2 separate regions of the Triticum aestivum genome follow, and region 2 is linked to region 1. A link is a contact called in public Hi-C data. All regions are on one chromosome and are shown on one strand. The core of a region is the stretch at or near the end of the contact, and the rest is flanking DNA. Distances in the headings are between cores, read along the strand shown. Region 1 holds the start of LOC123102970 (cytochrome b-c1 complex subunit 6-1, mitochondrial). Region 2 holds the start of LOC123102975 (transcription factor LHW).

Region 1 (7,580 bases), core at 1,764-4,263:
TATGCGTCATGGGTTGCTCCAAGTGGCTCACTACTGAACTGCCACGGTGGTACTCGGCTGGGCCCTCCTGGCCGAAAGACAACATGGTGGGTACCCCTAGTCTAGTACACCATCAATAATGCATGGAACAAACAACCAAATGAAAAAGTATATGCTTTTATATGTATTGTAATACATGAACCATCAGTAGCATGGCATGATGCAACTGCAATCAGTGCATAAACAAAACCTAGCAAAAACAAAACAAAACCTAGCAATCATTAATTAAGAACAACATCATGCAATTATCCCCTGCATAAACAATACCTAGAAGATTGTTTTCTTTTTTTCTCTCAAATATAACAATCTAGCGTTTCTCCATTCAAACAAGCAAAACATTCTATGTATATCGAGCCAGATTCTACATTGGGAGTTAAATCAAGTATTAGCAGCTCCAACATCATCCCACCATGGTCTAAGACAGGATTGAGTCCCTCAAGATTCAGAACACATACATTATTTGCATCGCACTGACTTGGCTCTAATTTCAAATGTTAATGAAATGTAATCAGGTGTGGAGCCTTTGATTGTATATTAAAGCAAAAAAATTGCATCACAACGCACAAACAAAATATTCTACTTCCATCGTGATTAATGGTCTATGCACACTTCGGGATAAACCTGACTTCACCTACAGATTTGAAGCCATTGCATCAGAACTCAGGAACAAATCTATAATACTTAAATAGTTCATCCCCACTATCCTATTTCTCTTGACATGCAAACTATCCACATCATCAAATAGACCCCACATAAGTTCAAAAAAAGACCACACATGATTTTCTATATCATCTATTTCTGCACTACATTATCCACGTCATCTGCTGATGTCATGGATTTATTATTTCCACGAGAGAACTGAATCGCTAATATAGCTTCGTATACCCATATGACTCTCGGTCTTCTAAGGATGGCAACTCAAAAGAACAGACGCAAGCTTCCGAAGAGACATGATCAATCGTGGGCATTTAAAGAGACATGACCGATCGTTTTATTTACCTTCTTTGGCATCTAGAAATCTTAGTCAATGCCTCCACGCTGCATTGAACTCCTTCATATCTTGGTCGACCGAGAAGGAGGAGCGGCGACGCGCAAAGGAGGCGGAGGACGGACCGCATCTCGGAGTTCTGCAGCGAGCATGCGCTGCCCTCAAGTGGAGGAGCGGTGATGCGCGGGGATTGGGAGGAGCGCATCTCCGAGCTCCCCAACAAGGTTGCGCTGCCGCTCAAGTCAGCCATCTGCCGCGGGACGCTCCCCTCGCGGTGGCGCAACCTCTCGGTCTTGGAGCAGTGGTCGTCCGAGTCTTGCCGAGCGCGTCATCAACGGCAGGGATGGAGGACCAGCTCACGGTCCTCGGAGCACCGGCAGCCCGTGTGTCATCGCTCTGCCTCCAAGTCTCGCCGGGCGCGTCGGCGGCGGCAAGGACGGGGACCAGCTCGCGACCCTCGACATGTGAGAGAGTTTAGGCTAAACGAGGCTTGCTTGGCTACACCAGCACCGTCCTGCCCCACTCGCTCGGCCTCGGCGATGAGGTGCTTGAGGCTATGAACTTTAACATGGGAGGCCCTGTCCAGGTACTACGATGACCTCACGAGGATCCCGACGTCTCTGTACAAGGCTAAAAGCTCGATGTAGGTCGTGGAAGGCAAGATGTATACGCTCGGTTGCTCACCGCGACCGCGGGCCACTGTGCCTGTTCCCGGAAGCATCCCTCACGGCCGGGAAACAAACGGTTGCTTCACTTGCTTCTAGCATGATGGAGGCGTGCGGTAGAAATGCCCGAGTCCTCCCCATGGTAAGAGGGTCGGTCAGAGAGCCTCCTCAGGTTTTTTCCATGACTGAGCTTATTTTATTTTGTCATGTTCCGCCACAACTATATAGGTGCTAGACATCTTGCCTGACAAGGGTAGTTCTTCGTTGGTGCAAAATTGATGATTCTTTGTTGCTCCATATGACTATTGTTGTTCGCATTGTACATTGCTCTCATATCATTCAGAGAGCATATCATTCTGATGAATCTATATTTGCTAATTTAGAAAACTAAACATCGTAACTGTGTTGGATGACAAGCTTATTTTTAGATTTGGTCAGATCCCACCCGTCTCACTGCAAGATCTAGGACCATCCGTATTATTGTTGCTGCACCCGTTAGAGAGAACAAATTCCGCAGGGGTACCTCAAACGGGGCAGCAACTGGCACCCTGTTCTGGTAAATACAGACAACAACCATGCCCTGCCCTCCCTGTTCGATTGTTCAGCAAGGTATGCTTTTGTCCTCCGTTTAACTTTAAACATTAACTGGCTGAACTCACTTATTTTTACATATAATCATGGTTTATTGACTCAGTTCACTCTATTTCTCCTACGGATAGGAGCATCGATGGATTGCATGCTTCCAGTTGCATGGGCACTTGGTCAGAGACTTCTATGATTTTTTTGTGATATAACTGGTTTGTTTTACTTATTTAGTTAATAAAATGTGCAGACAACTTGGAAAAAATAGATAGGAAGGGGTAATAATTTTTTTTGAATGGGGCCAAACAACAGGTCCATTTAATTGCCGAAAGCTAAAACCGTCAGATTTTCTTGAAATTGTAAGAAAATGTGTTACTTCTGATTGTTAGTTTGCACATATGTGGAAGCAATTGATTCTTACAAAATATTCCGCGGCAACGTGCGGGGTATCGTCTAGTACATGCACAACATTAGAAGCATTCTCCTAGGATCCCAACTAATGACATGTATAATGAAAAAAAACTATAAGCAAAAAAACATTGAATTTGGTATTATTGCCTAAATAAACGCGACCCATGTGGGCTAAACGTGCCGCCAGCCTGGCCCGTGTTAAGGCAGCCGTGCTAAACATCTTTCTGAAAGTTAGTCCATGATTGTTAGTCCTCGGTGAGCCATGCCGTGCAGGGCCGCGCTGGCCCATCTGGCCAGGTCTGGGCCGGAAGCGGAACAAAGCCCATAGGTTCCGAAAAAACCATAGGTCGAGCTGGCCCTTCGCGTCTCTCTTCCCCTCCATTCCTCCTCTTCTCCGCATCCACCCGAACGAAACCCTAGTCTCCCATCACTTGGATCCGGTCTTTGACATTCTTCGACGCAGGACGCCGTAAGAAATTTCGCTAGAGATCTTGCAGCTGCCATGTATGTTTTCTCTCTCTCTCTCTCTCGCTCTCTTTTTCTCGAAAGTTCTTTTTACCGCTCGTTCAGTCTATGAACTTCGATCGTGTCTTGATCTTGTGCATATGTTGGGGGCAGTTTTAGATCTTCCTTCTCACTATCAGCGTTGAAGTATGGTAACGCAATTCGCGTATTTATACCTGATTTTTGTGTCCGAAACGAATTTGTAATCTAACGGGGCATAAGAAGCATGGCGAATCAGTTATATTTGAAGGCAAGAGCGCACATTTGTATTTTTGGAACACAGTGCGACTTAAATCCCGCAATTTGAGCCAGCCGATTTTTTTTCACCTTGGACGAAATAGTGATGATCTCATCAGCCGATTGGAAACTTGATGAATCGGTGCGTTTATCTAGGCAATAACACAAATTAAATGTTTCTCTGCTATAGTTGTTTTCATTATACATTTCATTAGTTGGGATCCTAGGAGTATGCTTCCAAAGTAACACATGTATTTGTTCTTGGGTTCTGATGCAATGGCTTCAAATCCGTAGGCGGAGTGAGGTTTGTCCTGACCATTAATCACGGTGGAAGTAGGATATTTTGTTTGAGCATTGTGATGCAAATAATTTGCTTTAATCCACACAATAAAATGCCCCACCCCTGGTTACATTTCATTGGCATTTGACATCTCGAATGTCTAATTATTTTTTATCGATGTATATAATGTGGACATACATATATTGAACCACTACTGTAACTGCTATAATAAGGTTTTGACTGCCTGTTGTGACCACATCCGCGCAACCAATCGGTGATGCCGCTGTCATGATCGTAGCAAACTGTGCTTGACTTGCATCGTGTTTTACTTATTTATTAGCTATATTCTTCATTTGTTTTTAGTTTATGTTGAGATGAAACGCTAAATTATCTATCCTTGAGTGTGATTGACATGTACTTACATTATGTTTGTTTCATACCTCCTATATATTTTCCTTGTACATTTATTATATTGACTGCAAATTGAAATCTGTGTTACGTACTTGCTTGCGATGACAACAAGCAAAGATTTGCTTGTACAGTAGATTGTTCATATACTTATTTATAATCAACACTTTTCTTCAAGCATTAACTTTATGCAAATAACTTAACGCCAAATGGAACATTTATTAAACCCAAGTCGGTTTGATGCAAATAATGCATCTCTTCTGAATCTCAAGGGAGTCAACCTGTCTGACCATGGTGGGAACAGGTTGCAGCTATTAATACTTGATTTAACTCCCAATGTATGAAGGGAAAAGGGAAAACAATCTTCTGGAGAACTTTTAAACAAGTTGCTGCCTACTTATCATCAAATTTCAGTAATCTCGCAATGATTGGTCGTTACTGTTCTATCTGTGTTTAGTCAATAATTCATTCTTAAATAATTCTCTGTACAAGAAAGATCATTGCTTCCATTATTCTTGTAATGCTTGATAACAGCAAAGTTTACCTTCCAGCGTTTGAGTTTTGTAAACATGTTTTGTTTCATGGCAGGGCGGACAATGAACCTATTGACCCAAAGAATTACCTTGAGGAACGCTGCAAGCCGCAATGTGTAAAATCATTGTATGACTATGAGGTCAGTGCCATATTTCTCATAACCACAAGACAAACTATTAGAGTGAATCAGGAAAATAAGTGGTAGCTAGTCATTTCTTGTAAATTGCTTGCTAAACAAGCTAGGACCTCTAGTAAGCTGATCTATTTAGGATGTTAGAGCCAAACAAAATTCACTCATGGACTAACTTTCAGAAAGATGTTGCACATGGCTATATTTAGTACAAATTGCTTTTGAATATATGGCCCTAATGGCCTTCAGGATGCAAAATTCATTTAGACGAGTGCTTAGAATATAGCCGCATCATCAAGCACCCATGTAAGAGTGAATCACCTCGTCTAATGCAAGCACCTAGATATAGGTTTTGTTTTGCTATAAACACTTCCATTGTGCACACTTGTAGTTTCACAGTTAGTCCTGTTCTACTAGAAACTGGTGATTATTACTGTTACATTTAGTATCTTGTTGGAATTTACTGGATGGCCATCTGAGCTTTGTGCCTAGCCCTCTAGCACACTAGTTAGTTTACTGGATGAGGTGGTAGCATGCTGTACCATATGGCATGGATGACTTGTACATAGATTCTGCTTGAGTTGCATGATAACAAATATGGATCAGGTGGACTGTTATTTATGTTCCATTTATGCTCAACCTAGTCTTGTCAATTTATGTTCCATTCTGTCTGAGGGAACACGTGATTTACGTGTCAAGCTTGCATGCTTACTCTGCAGAGATGTGTGAAGAGAGTCAAGAATGATGAAACTGGGCAGAAGCACTGCACCGGGCAATTCTTCGACTACTGGTCATGCGTTGACAAATGTGTAAGTACAACCTGTACATCGACTAGTTCCAAACTACCGTTCGTGGAGTGTTAATACTTTGAACATGTGTTTGCAGGTAGCACCAAAGCTCTTTGAGAAGCTCAAATGATGGATGGGGTGGCGCTGATTGCCACAGACCCCAATAAATCGATCCACTGTCCTGATTTCTGATTGTGCTGAACCTGTAACAAGGAGCTTCCTTCTATCTGTTGCTAAAACTTGTCAAAACAAGCAAACACAATTATTTTGGCAGTGGGAACAATAACTTTTATTTTGCTTGTGTAATGTTCGTTCTGTCCCTGTTACTTGGGCAGATGAAAGCATTTCTGCTTTACTTCAATCCATCTTCAATAATTTTTGCAGATTCAGGACCCTTGAGATATACCTTTTTTTTTAGTCAGATAACTGATTGCCATGTTTTAAATCCTCTTTGGCTTACATCCCATGTAGCTCAATAACACTGCACAACTGACTAGATAAAACCATGATTCCCTGCATTTGGTGTAGATGATACACGAGATATAAACATCCTTCACAACAAGAGATGGCCAAAGCAGTAAATTCTAGGGCGCATGTTTACATACCAAAGCTATGACCAGTATACTTAACAGAAAATTCGATGATGGGCTGTATTCACCAGAAAAGACAACTTGGTGTACATGATACACGAGATATAAACATCCTTCACAACAAGAGATGACCAAAGCTATGACCAGTATACTTAACAGAAAATTCGATTTTCTTTGTAGTAACAGTGAAATACAGCCTGAAAAAAACATTAGGCCCCAAGATGACTGTTCAAATTGTACATAACAAAAGGTAAACCAAAACCAAAAATGATACGCTACATTCCTCAACATCAGTGTTCCGGATCCTAGTATGTCAGGTATGTGCAGAGGGTCAGTCTGTCGAGGCCGAGATATCCTTCAGTTGTTTGCTCGTTTCACCTGAAGTTCCCTGTAGAAGGAGAGAACAATCTACTGTTACGGTTCTTTAATTCCTGATTTTATATCTGGTAAGGGGTATCTTTCTCTAAATACAGGAAGAGTGATTCTGCACGTACCTGAACTTCTGCCAGAAGACCCTCCAGTTCAGTTAATATATCTGGGAAAGCAGGCCGATTTGCTGGGATGGTTTCCCAACATCTCTGCAGCAAGTCTAATAGCTTGGGATGTGTCTTTTCTGGCAGCACTGGGCGCAGCCCCTAGTATGACAGTCAAGTGTTCGGATACTGAGCACATCTCACACAATGAGCATATTACGTACAAAATCTACAATATTACCTACCTGCCTCACACCTACAGCTGCTTGCAGAGGTGTCATGGTATCATATGGGATCTGGAAACCAAAGAAATAAAAAAATATCAACAACCTTAACAACTGCAATGATTAATCAACTGTTTGCGTTTGGTAAGAACTCTAACCAGTCGTGTAAATTATACATACCTTGGACGTCAGGAGTTCCCAAAGCACAATAGCGAAACTAAATACATCTGCTTTGTTATCATAGGGTTGATGATTTATAACCTACACATGGAGCAGAAAAGCACGTTAGTATAGAGTAGAGTTTCTTGTTTTCAACCCTTTAGTAGTTGTGAGTGGAGATAACAATGCAAATATGATAGGCCGTAGACAATTGAATTAATACTCAGATCACTGACACAATAAGGCCCCGCTTGGATCATCATTTTCCAGCGATTTACAGCGAAAAATACCCCGTATAAGAAAACGGTGGTCTCTTTAGGTACTTGGATCGTTCTTGCTGGACTGGTAAATCTACACCCGATCCAAGTACAATGTGTTCGCGTTTCTGAAACACACCTCGGTCCGTCATTTCTGCCCGGTATCTCTCTCTTCTCGATTGACAGCTGCTTTACCTCGGAAGGCCGGAGCAACAGGGGGCGGGCCGAGGACCGCCGGCCTGTGTGGGCGCCGCCGCACGGAGGAATTCCTGTCGGCCGGCGGGTTCAGGCGACGACGAGCAGGCGGCCCG
Region 2 (6,792 bases), core at 470-2,969, 310 kb before region 1:
TAGCCGGGTGTGGCCGCCTTTAAATAGCGGGTTCCGGTGAGGCGAGACGTCCGGTGCGTCAATGCGCGACGCCGGGCTGGGTTTCTCGGCCAGCGAGTCTCGTTAATGTCGGCATACGGACAGACAGGAACATTGATCGGGCATGGTAGATATCCGTCCTGTCCCGTCTAGTCACGTGTCTCCGGCATTGAACAGACGCAGACACTGCACGCGCTTCACGGGCGGCGCCCTCGACCAACGTGTCGCTTCAATGGTGGTGACAATGAGAGGTCGCGTCTGCCCTGAGCCGTCTTCAATGTTGAGCGTCGCACTCTAGAGCGGCATGAATGCGGTCAATTGGCGCCGGGCGAGGACGCACGCGGGAGAGGGAGGAGGGTTTTTGGTGGGCCAAGGTGGTCAGAAGCGGGCTTGTGATCGGTCCGGACTCCCGCAAAGCCCCCATGTTTGTCTCTGGTTTGCAAGTAGAAATCACGTCCGGACCGCCTCGCGGACCTATACAGGACCGCGTTGGATGGCTTCCGCGTCGGAACGGTTGCGGGAAGTTTACGGGTCTGTCTTGAAGATGTCAAGAACACTCTTATATTATGAAATGGAGGGAGTAGTTTCAAACAATTAATCTGGTAAATATGTTTTGAATACGACCATAGGGTTATAGTTAGATCAAACATTAGTTGTTAGCGGATGGTGGTGTGTTGGAGTCGGCAGGCAGATCAGTGCGTCGAACCGTGGACTTGGTGTCATCTGAGCTGGGTCTCTGCGACGACTGTCGATAGTCACTGGGTTATGTTCCCCTGGTACACCGGGATTGGGGGGGGGGGGGGAATAGGCGTGGGCCCCCATATGGTGGTGGTGCCGACCCTGACTCAGTGGCTGATGCCGGGCTTTTCCTTCCGTGGGTTGTGCTCTGTGAAGCGGGCGGGTGGCGGGATCTCAGGGTTTGAATGCCGGGGCGACGACCCTGGGTGGTGGTCCACATGGTTGGCTTTCCGGCAGGCACTGTGGTGGCGGTTGTGGCTTTGTTTCTTGATCGTGTGGGCAGCAAGAGATATTGCGGCGGGTAACTCGGGCGTGCTTTGTCTCTGGCAGTAGTGGCGACCCGATCTGGACCTGGAGACTTGATCTCATCGCTCTTACCCTTAAGATTTCACGGGCACGAATGGGTGCCTGAGCGAAAGATCTGCGCTTGATCGTCGACAACGGCGACGCCTGCGGGCGCCCCGTTCTCTTCTTAAAGACGTCGGGGCTCCTCTTCGTATCCGGCTCCGGGTGAAAACCTCTGTCCATTTTGGACTCGGCGGCGGCGCTTCGCGTCGTGTTCCCTTTTAGGGGCATTGTTGTGGAGTGTAGGTGTTGTAGGATGTAGGGTGACGGTGTTATCAGCTCTTCCTGTATTCTTTGTCGGTCGCGCATGTGTGTTTCGGTCCTTGGGATCGGCGTTGTTAGAGGGTTTTCATCACTTATTGTTTGGCCATGTACTCTTGTGTGGTTGCTTTATAATAAAGCAAGGCGAAAGCCCTGTTTCAAGAATGGTGTGTTGGAGAGGAGCATTATTTAACCTAGGTATAAATACATAAAAGGAGGGGACGAGGGTGATTAGCTGGGGGAATGCCCATCCTGCCCCTCGTGGAGGGAATGATGCCCGCCTCGGGAGCCGCGAAGGCCAAAGGAAAAGGAGGGGCAACCAAAGAAAGCGACAAAGAAAAAGCCAGAACGAAATTTTACTCACACTCACACAAGCCAAGCACACCCCAAAGAGGCCAAAGACTCCCAGTCCCAGACCAGACCAGAGTGAGAACCCAAAGCGAAAGCGGAGAAGGAAGAAAGAGATTGACGAGGACGCGCAGCGGCTGTAGCAGCAGCAGCAGCAGCCAAATCCAAGACCGCATTGCTCGCTCGCCCGCCGCCGTGCGGCTCCGACGCTCCTCCGGGGACCCCGCGCCATTCTCCTGCCGGGCATCTCTGCCTCTGGTGCTGCCCCGTGGTCCCGAGGTCCCCACCGACGCTGGGACCAGCGCCCGCGGCTGGTGGCGAGCCCCACTGATGTCCGCTTGCCGCGCGCCGGCGGCCAACGGAGCAAGTGTTGACGTTCCTGTTGCGGCAGAGCAGAGGGACGGCGGGGTCCGCGCGAGGCAGGCCGGGCGCGCCGGCTCTCGCTGCGCCTAGGGAGGCAGCGGCGTCCTTGCTCGTCTTTTCGTCGCCCTCTCCCCCCGTCGAAGAAGCTAGGGTTTGCTCGTTAGGGTTCCGTTGGGCTGTGGGGCTGCGGGGATGGCGGTGGGGGAGGCGCTGCGGCGGCTCTGCGAGGAGGTCGGGTGGTCTTACGCCGTCTTCTGGAAGGCCATCGGCGCTGCTGACCCCGTGTAAGCCTTCCATCCTTCTCTTGGACTTTTTTTGTCACAATCTCCCCCCGCTCGATCTTGCGGAAAATCTCAAAACCAGTGTCTTTTCTTCATTTTTCTGGGTTCAAAGTCTTCTTGAACATTCCATTTCAGCTAGATTTGTCTCGTACGAATGAAACATCCGCGAGGAAGATTCGTAGGATGGGTATATTCCTCAGCAATTACTAATAAGGGACTCCTTTCCTTGTGGGAAAGATAGTGCCTGGAAAAAGAACGCCCGTACGCTCGTGTGGGTGTTCACTCATGCTTGCAAATTTAGTAACGCCTTTACAACAAGGAACATGAACCAAAAAGCTACTACCGCCTTGTCTGTGCAAGTTCGTGTTAGCTCCTGAGGCTTAAAAGAGCGTGAATGTGCGAGATGTTGTTGCAATTCCGTGCAAGCTTTTTTGGGGGGAGGGAGAAATGGGGACACGATGTGGGGATCATGGAGGAATGCTAAATGCAATGTGGAATAAACTTCTTGATGCGCTGGGAATTTGGGTTTTGTTTGATGATTTGCGCGCACTGTTTTCCCTTGGTGATGTGCAGGCATCTAGTGTGGGAGGATGGCTACTGTGGCCACGCATCTTGTCCAACTGGATCTGAGGCTTTTGAGGTTGGCTGTGAATCAGGTGGCACTGTGTGCACCCTAGTTAGGAAGGTTATGGCATCGCAGGTTCATGTTGTTGGAGAAGGGTAAGGAAGAACCGGGAACATCATTTGTTTGTTACTAGCTAGCACAATGTTCTTGGTTGATTTCTTTTATTGATGGATAGATGCTACATTTTCTGTTTTTTCAGTACCATCGGCCATGCTGCTTTTACTGGGAGTCATCAGTGGATTATCCATGATACTGCCAATGATCACAGGCTCAGATCCGAGGTATAAATTCTTCTTCTCCGTTCTTGTGAACTGATATAAATATAAGGCATGTTTGGTTTGTAGCCTAAGGTTGCCACACCTAACATTAGTCGTGCCGCAAAACCTTAGGCATGTGTTTGGTTCAGTGCCACACTTATGGCTTGCCACACTTTTCTAACTACATGGTCCACATGCCATAGACTCATTTATTTGCCAAATCTTGCCACACTTGTGGTGGCCATTTTGTTCGCCACATTTTTTGTGGCAGCCACAGTTTGCCTAAGTTTAGTTGTGGCAAAGTAGTCATGAACCAAACACGCCCTCAGTGCCACACTTATGGCTTGCCACACTTTTCTAACTACATGGTCCACATGCCATAGACTCATTTATTTACCAAATCTTGCCACACTTGTGGTGGCCATTTTGTTCGCCACATTTTGCCTAATTTTAGTTGTGGCAAAGTAGTCATGAACCAAACATGCCCATAGCCCTAATTCAGTTTTGTCTGGTTCATTTTTGCTGTTGTGTCATTAATAGCATGCTGTCCAGGAATTTATGTCATCGCAACAATCCTTGTGGGGTTATTTTGTCCTCACATATTTGTTCCTTCTGTGTTGAAATTTTGGCTTGTAGTGAGTTTGATCTATTGTTCTGCCGCATAAGTGGTCACTGGATAAGCTAGTTGCAAAAGCACACAAATGGTATTTGAACAAGTGGAAATCATGTAGAATTTCTCGTTAACAACTTAACATGATTTGCCACACAGGCTTGAGCTAACCATGATCTTTTTCCATAATGATTTCTAATTTTCTTTTAATAACAATGCAATTTGATTTTATCAGTTGCTCTGGCTGTTTTGGTTATCCCCAATTGTTATGTGTCCTTTCATAATGGAACAATAAGCTGTTGTCTTCTGGTGGTGATAGGTTGCTGCTGAGATGAACTATCAGTTCAGAGCTGGCATTCAGGTTAGTAGAATTTCGCCCTTGCATGGTAGATTATTTACTGACTTTTTAACTTCTGATCTCTTAATAATTTATACTTGTTCTGTTGTTCCGCAGACTATTGCAATAATTCCTGTGTTACCACGTGGTGTACTACAGCTAGGCTCTACTAGTGTGGTAAGATGCCCTGCTTTTGACAATGCATATCATCATACATATCCCACTTAACATGTTTTGAAGTTTATTCTTGTTTTCAAGTATGGGCCATGAGGTAGAACAGTGATACTAATTTGTGAATATTATGTAGTTGACTGGTCAAATATTCTGTCCTTCGAATCCTTATATAAACTATATTTGCGGTGAGGTTCTAGGAAGACCAAAGCTTCTTGTGATTGGAGCGGTGAACTGGAATGAAAAAATGATATATAATTGTCTCTGTTATATATTTACTTATTTAGCATTTTGAGAACTGCATCAAGAGGACTTGCTCTGGCGTTGTACCATTAGCACTAGGACTTAGCGCTTGTCTTTGTGGTTCCAACATGTTAGAGCTCATAAAATGCTTACTTTATGACAGGTTATGGAAAATACAACTTATGTGCTTCAGTATAAGAAGCTGTGTTCTCAGTTAAACAATCGATCAAGTATGGTTGCATCTACTTCAGCTAAAAATGATTCTAGCCAGAAGGTCCAGTCACGCTCTTCACATGGTCTTCTGAGTGTCTACCCTACAGATGGTTGCTCAAAAGCCTTCAGTGGTTCTCCAGCGACTTATGAACAGTGCTATGTTCCTGATGCGACGGCAATGTCAAGTAGTGCATCAGTAAACATAGGAAGAAAAGCTTCCTTGCTTAAGGTGGCACAGAGAAATGGTGAAGCTATCAGAGACCACAGTTTATATGCTCCTGATGTGAGGTTCAGACGACAAACTCCTTACTGTGACAGGAGAGTTGAAAGCACCACACAAAGCAGTGTGGTTAGCTCAGATTTTCTCTCTTCTACCTCAACATCAGCAGAAAAGCATCCACTGTTGATGAATGATGGACAATTGGGAATGGGAAACATGGAAGAGGCGTCTGATACCAGAAATCTTCTGCTAAAATCTCTTGCATTCCGGAACCTGCCTCCATCCCATGGAGGGGGTGAGGTGTTAGATTTTCTAAACAGTCATGGAAACTTTGATTTTCTCCCTGAAGGTAATAGCATAGTCAAGTCTAACTTCCATGACTGCTCAGCAAGTCAACTATTAGACCAAAGATGTAACTCTACTTCTGGGATGATAGGGCACAAACCGGCTATTTCATATAAAACCCCCCAATCTGCTCAATTCATTATGAGAATGGGGAGTCCCAAAAGAAACTCATGTCATGTTGTTGCAGCTCCATCCTCTGGCTCCGAAGTTCAAACTTCTAGTGAATTTAAAACAGACATTTCTCAAGATAATCAAGTGGATATTTCGGATCGTGTTTACCAAAACAGAAAGGCTAAAGAAGTAAATGACTCCAGTTTTGCTGTAAGAATACAAGGTTTGAAGAATATGGATCGGCAGAAGCTCCCAGACGTTTCAAGTGAGCGATCTTCCTCACTTCTTGTGGATCCAACTGCAGGAAATGATTTGTTTGATATATTTGGTGCTGAATTTCCTCATCTGTGCCGCAATGTGGATGGCGATTCGACCTGGAACACTGCAAAACCGGCTAGCTCAGGAAAAGATGCACTTGAATCCTCAGTTTATCTCGATACCTCTCCAGTATTTGGTGCACTGGACGATGAGTTCCCCTTTTCTGGAATCTTCTCACTAACTGATAGTGACCAATTATTGGACGCAGTTATCTCCAGTGTCAATCCTGGTGGCAAGCAGATCTCTGGTGACAGTGCCTCTTGCAGGACTTCATTGACAGACATGCCTAGCAGCTCTTATTGTGGCTCAAAAGTGATGAAGCAACACGAATCATCTGGTGCTCCTCCTTTGCTAGTCAAGGATGAGTTGGCTGTATCAAATTTTGTTAAACAACCAAGTTTCCTAGAGAAGACCGAGGATGGTTGTCTTTCCCAAAACAATGGAATGCACAAATCTCAGTTACGCCTTTGGATCGAGAGTGGACATAACATGAAGTGTGAAAGCGTGTCAGCCTCAAACAGCAAAGGTCATGATACACCAAACAAGGCAAATCGAAAGAGATCTCGACCAGGAGAGAGTTCTAAGCCCCGGCCAAAAGACCGTCAGCTTATTCAGGATCGTATAAAGGAGCTCCGGGAACTTGTACCTAATGGTGCAAAGGTACCCTCTAGTTTGACTTCTGCATTTTATGGTCCTTTGGTGATTATTTTTTATTTAGATATCACTTCACTTTAAAATGCTCATGGACGACTTGTAGCATAATAACTGCTATTCTCATGTCATTTGTTGTCAACAGTGTAGCATTGATGCTTTACTGGAAAAGACCATCAAGCACATGGTTTTCTTGCAGAGTGTGACAAAGCATGCTGACAATCTCAAAGATTCTAATGAATCTAAGGTATACACTAGTATTCCGCGTCTGAGCCCAGGCTCATCTGCACCTGATGAACAGTAAATTCAAAAAAATAGTAAAAAGTTCAAAACAATC

What was found. Hi-C and Micro-C count contacts between places; a contact is called where the count stands out from the background.
Region 2: a contact with region 1 is called in a Hi-C map of leaf, with 4 times the contacts expected there. The contact joins the promoter of LOC123102975 here to the promoter of LOC123102970 in region 1. A contact is called at or near these places in 2 of 5 Hi-C or Micro-C datasets (both in leaf).

Annotation. Positions count from the first base shown.
Region 1 is chr5A:275,518,700-275,526,279 of IWGSC CS RefSeq v2.1, reverse strand. It overlaps LOC123102970 (cytochrome b-c1 complex subunit 6-1, mitochondrial), which reads left to right and starts at 3,013. Exons shown (of 4, transcript XM_044524447.1): 1 at 3,013-3,189; 2 at 4,703-4,787; 3 at 5,498-5,587; 4 at 5,664-5,949. The coding sequence starts at 3,188. The coding sequence ends at 5,696. LOC123102969 (serine/threonine-protein kinase STY46) reads right to left here. Exons shown (of 16, transcript XM_044524446.1): 12 at 7,034-7,114; 13 at 6,875-6,925; 14 at 6,651-6,791; 15 at 6,301-6,544; 16 at 6,090-6,183. The coding sequence ends at 6,488.
Region 2 is chr5A:275,832,453-275,839,244 of IWGSC CS RefSeq v2.1, reverse strand. LOC123102975 (transcription factor LHW) reads left to right here and starts at 1,719. Exons shown (of 10, transcript XM_044524451.1): 1 at 1,719-2,357; 2 at 2,928-3,074; 3 at 3,179-3,260; 4 at 4,166-4,207; 5 at 4,301-4,360; 6 at 4,761-6,464; 7 at 6,601-6,702. The coding sequence starts at 2,266.